Linked DNA regions of Columba livia: region 1 is linked to region 2. Evidence: chromatin contacts called from public Hi-C data. All regions are on one chromosome and are shown on one strand. Each heading gives the region's core, a stretch centred on a gene start, on an enhancer-like site or on the middle of the called end of the contact. The rest is flanking DNA. Distances are from core to core; before and after follow the strand shown.

Region 1 (2,700 bases), core at 10-2,509, 220 kb before region 2:
AGGCAGTTCCTTTCCAAACACATTTTCAAGGACTTGTATTTATTTTATTTATTTTTTTTTACAGTACCAGACATTGCATTATGACATCCCTTCCACTGATTATTGACAGATTGATATGAACTCTATTCAGGCTTAACTAGAAAGATAATCTTGCACACAGGAGCAGAATGCCGCAATAGTCAGAGCTCAGAGCTGGCCCCTAGACACACCTAGGATTTCATACGGATTTAAACAATTCATTTTTTAAAAGGCAGCAGTTAACTGCTGTGATGCTGAATAAGGATGGATGTACAAGCTAGTAACCACTAGCCAGCAGCTCTCCAGGGAGCATCCATGTACACACTCTTACCTGTAAATGCAAGACATATTCCCTTCTAAATATGTCCTGCTTCCTCTTGTGTATTTTAGGGAAAAGCATACACACACTTACCGTGAAACAGAGCATGAATGGGATGTTAAACATCAATTTGGACTCAGCCTTTTGCGAAGTATGTGCTTCCCTGTACCTCAGCAATGCCAGTTCTTACACCCGGCCAGTGCACACATTTCAATCCACAGACCTAAGAGGCCTATGCTCGTATGAGCACTTCTTGCTTTATCAAAACATTACAATAAAACTGCCAGTCTGCTAGAAACTCTCACAGCATTATTCATCAAGCAGTAGTTCAGAAGCTCAGTAAAACAGAGAGGATAATTTACTCCCAAATTGCTGGATTTGTTTGAGGTTTTCACCCACCCTGCCTCTCGTATTTTGCTTTCATTGGATAATTTATGAGTAAAACTGCAAACGATCCTTTACCAGCAGCTGTATCAGACCTGGCACTGTCAGGTTTTCAGACACTGAGATTAAGCTGTGCAGCCACAAGGAAGGCTTTTATTGATGTTCTAAAGTACGTAGTTTAACGAAAGAACAGCAACGACCACACACTTTGCTCAAATTATTAATGACAACATTCTGTGCTTGGGAATGGCTGAGTTTGCTAAGGAGATTTGTCTCTGAATTCATTTACATGAGCTATTTCAGCTATGCAAACCACACAAGTGAAGCTGTGCTGCCTTCCAAAGAGCTTCACCCAGTACTTTGCTGAAGACCCTGCTACTCGGAAAAACTTTCTTCATTTCTGCCTGGAGTCTTTCCCCCTCCCCTTCATGAAAGGACAAGTGAAGCACAAAGACCTCAGCGGGCAAAGGAAAGGCACTTTTCACACCCCTCTCTCATAAGCTGCAGATTCCCAAATGCCTGTCTGCATTGTTTTTCACATAGCATTGGGTACGGTCACAAGATAGTCACTCACACTGAACAAGGTAGCTAACAACTCATGACAGATGGCCCCAGAGCTGACTGAAAACTTACAAGGGTTGGACATGGGTGCTAGGAACAATCCTTACATTCAGTCACCTGAAACTGCTCCTGCTCAAGTGTGAGAGGGAAACTTTCAGCCCAGACCCTAAAAAATTGTATCTATGGGCTAAAGGAATTTCTAGTCTTCACTGGGTGAAATTCAAGTATGCCATCAGGTATGGGCAAATAACTCTTGGTAACTTCAAAATATGTACAAACCCCTGATTTAATCCTTTTTTGTTGTACCTGCTCTGTTGCTATGATGAATGGTAACTCCTGTTAGATTTAACTTACATAATAACATGAATTCTGTGCACTTCCACAGCACTTTCCTTTTGTTAGAATACACTTCATGGATATTACTTGCTCTCTACAGAAACATACCATGCTGTGATATTTTCATGACATCCTACAAAGAATGTAGGAAAGTACATCAAAACGTAGGCACATTGCCGAAGTCATACAATTATCCACACAGGCATATTTCTGTACAAAGCTTCACCTATGAGCAAACAGTAGAAACTATAATAACAAAAAGAATTATTAAACAGAGAAATATCATATACTTTGGAAGAACCCAGAATTTTTTTTTTAATAAATGGAAATCTATATCAAGCATTATTATTCATGGAAGGGCTCAGCAGCCACAAGGACGAGCACGGTTTGGTTGATAAGTGTATCTGAGTTTCAAGAAAGCTTTCAAGCATGTTCCTCAACGCCTTTAAAGAAGCCAAACAGTCATGGCTTAAGAGGGAAGATCCATCCAGGGGCAAATAGTTGTTAAAAGATGGGAAACAGAAGACAGTTAATCAGTGTAATTCCCCAAAGATCTGTGATGGAGCTGTCTGGTTCATTGTACCTGGAAAAGGGAGTGAACAAAAATATGACAGAGTTTACCGATGATGGAAGTTATTGAGCGTGGTGAGAATGAGGGGTGACAGACTGCACGAAGAATCAGTCAGTGAGCAATAAAACAGCAGACAGAATTCAATATAGATAAATGTAAAATGATGCACAGGCAGAAAAGCAATTCTAACTTCACATATACGTGCTCATACGTGTGGTCAGAGCAGACCAGTGGTACTCAGAAGTAAGATACTGAGGTTGTGATAGAAGTTCTACATGGTATCAGCTCAGTGTTTAACAGACATCATGATAAGGATGCTGTGAATGCTGATGTTTAATATTAGCTTAATGGAATACTGGACAATCTTGGAAATTAAATCTGTCAAGGTTAGCTAAAAGCACAAAGCCCCATATTCAGCTCAGGATGTGAGGATGGTTGGAGACTGGGAGAGCAGTTCTCGCTCTGTTCTTAGGCTTTATCAAGGCATCCACTTATGGTGTCTGCTGGAGAC
Region 2 (2,700 bases), core at 137-2,636:
TTTAATTGCTATACTGAAGAATAAATCAAAGAAAACCTGACTGTAGAAGGGGACAGAACTCACTGAAAACCTGAAAAGGACAATAGTTGCAATCCCCCACCCATTTCAGAATGGAATATACTTAAATTTCTCATTCTTCAAGTGAGAAAAATCAGACTGGATACGATATCATGACAGTTAAAAGGACAGTTGCTTTTATTTTTTGTATACTCCCCATGATCCTAATATCGAATAATAAAATCTACCTCTGTGAAGCATTTTCAACATTGCATTTCTGACTGATTTTATTGACCATGCAATGCAAAGAGAAGCAGGCAAAAAAGTCAAGCCAAGTGTGCAGCTGAGACTCAATGGTAACTGATGGGCAACGTCCCGCTTGCTGCCACAGGACTCCCAACCCTCTGTGGAAAGATTAAACAGGAAAGGAAAAAAAACAACATTTAAAAAACATACTAAAGAGTACTGAAAGAAGCAGCTGTGGGGCAAGGGGCTGGAACTGACTCCTCTTAACTATTTGAGTGTTTCCTTATGTTCAAATTATTCATAGCATACAGATAACTGGCTGTTTTGCCAGATAAAATTTCAGTTTTAACCCTGTAGACATTGCCTACCATTTACACAGCTCTTTATATTTTGAACTTCATTAACGTTCTACAGAGAAGTGACCTTTTGTTGAAGTAGAAATTAAGTAAAATTCAACATGTATCATGTAAACAAACTGCCCAGGGAGGTTGTGGAGTCTCCTTCTCTGGAGACATTCAAACCCGCCTGGACACCTTCCTGTGTAACCTCATCTGGGTGTTCCTGCTCCAGCAGGGGGATTGCACGGGATGAGCTTTTGAGGTCCCTTCCCATCCCTGACATTCTGTGATTCTGTGAAGTACTTGAACACAAATGGAAAGAAATTTTAACTTAATGGGAACACCTTGATTTTGTAGCATGTGACTTAGTTATTTTTCAAAACAATACCCTGGGCCTAGGCTACTTGGATAATTTCCTTATTAGAATCTGAGACAACAGAAACATACAGCAGAAAACTGCAATAAAATAGACACACTATTTTTCTTTGTATTCACTATTTACTAAATGAGTCATATAATTCCCTGCAGCCAAACTGCATCGCATTTGCTCTTCTTTTTAAAAGAAAAAGCAAGTAAGGAAAATAGCTCTACTACACACAAAGGAATGTTTTTGTATTGCAGCTGCCAAAAATAGATCCGGGCTTTGCTGATCCCGTTTCTCAAATGCATGCAGTACTGAAGAAGAATGAAAATCCACACAGGCAGCAGAGGGACTCAGGAGATTTTGATGCCCAGACCACTGCCATTTCTCAAAATTTCTCAGCCAGCCACCAACACGTCCTGTCAGCATTGTACTTCTTGTAGTTCTGCAAAGTCATTGCAAATTGTTTTTCCCGGCCTGCCAGGTCACGCTCAAGGAGTCATTGGAATACAGATGAACCACAAAGTCTTCGTATTTACCAGCATCTACAAACACACGCATACTGGCAGCACCCCCTGAGCACAAATAATAAGGTACAGGAAGAAGCAATAAACTATTTTAAGCACTTCTGGTGATTTTAAAGAAGCAATGGATCAATTTGCTTGGAGAGTGAGTGTTCAACCTCTACTGCTTTAGAGGCTCTCCTCTTCAGAACCCCCCATCTCCCTCACCACAGAAGCAGCCTGCAGGCCCTGCTCCCCAGGGCAGCACTGCTGCCAGGCTCAAAACCACATTACTGTTCTGCCGGATCCCTGGGAGACATAAACCAAATACATATAAACAGAATTTACTTTAGCTTCAAGAAGCAGAAGGGAAAATAAAAAAACTTGTTGTTTGCATGGAAAAGAATATTGAAAGGATGTGCAGTCTATAAGCTTTAAATTGGAAAGCGCTGCAAAAAACATTAGATTAAATGGCAGGAGCTAACAGAGCTAACATTTGCAACATGTGAGGGAGATATAAAAAAAAAAACAGACATCCCACGAAACCTCCCACTTTCTGATGTGCCTTGGACAAAAACGCGGGCCTATCTACAGAGCGCTCATCCTGACGGGATACTTGCTGAGGCAGGTAGTTCAAGCAGCCCATCTGTTGGTTTGTTGTTGTGGGTTTTTTCAACATATTCAAGGACTCTTGTTTCCAAAGAAAACAATTCTCTCCCTGATAGGAATGTGATCAGGGACCTGCTCAGTGACTAAGTCAGTAACAGAATATCCAGCTTTTACAGGAACAATGGCATTCAGGACTCTTTCTTAATAGGATCCCCAGAAAAAAAAAAAAAAAAGAAATTAAGGACTGTTCAAACATCAGGAAAAAAAGTCAGTACAAGAAAAGCACAATGGACACTGAATCACAAGGAATGTTAAGTTTGTGTCTTATCTGTCCTGGTCCTTACAGAACCAGGAGCTTCCTCAAGAGGCAAGAGAGCATCAGCAAGACAAATTAGAGAAAAGTGTCAGAAAAATGTTAAAGGAGAAACATTTGGAAAGGCTCAGACACAGAAAGTGTGTGGTAACACAGACACCATGCTGTCACAGAAAGCAAAGCATTCAGAACAAGAATGCCACGAGGGCACAGACACCCACTGTGCAAAGCGCTTGCCACACCTAGAAGAAAAGCGGTTTAGCAGAAATGACACAGCATTATTAATATTTTTGACTACAATATGCCCCAAGAAAAAGGATGGCTAAGAGAATT

Evidence for each region. Hi-C and Micro-C count contacts between places; a contact is called where the count stands out from the background.
Region 1: a Hi-C map of crop shows a contact between it and region 2, with 2.4 times the contacts expected there. The contact joins two enhancer-like sites. A contact is called at or near these places in 2 of 2 Hi-C or Micro-C datasets (crop and liver).

What each region holds. Positions count from the first base shown.
Region 1 is chr1:197,500,285-197,502,984 of bColLiv1.pat.W.v2, reverse strand. No RefSeq gene overlaps it. Among named protein-coding and RNA genes, the nearest start is that of KMT2E, 27 kb to the right of the region's middle. Within about 2 kb of position 1,259, at least 1 of the 3 cell types and tissues checked has an H3K27ac peak away from gene starts, as active enhancers do.
Region 2 is chr1:197,282,112-197,284,811 of bColLiv1.pat.W.v2, reverse strand. The region is part of intron 2 of SRPK2 (SRSF protein kinase 2); the gene reads right to left. Among named protein-coding and RNA genes, the nearest start is that of SRPK2, 17 kb to the right of the region's middle. Within about 2 kb of position 1,386, at least 1 of the 3 cell types and tissues checked has an H3K27ac peak away from gene starts, as active enhancers do.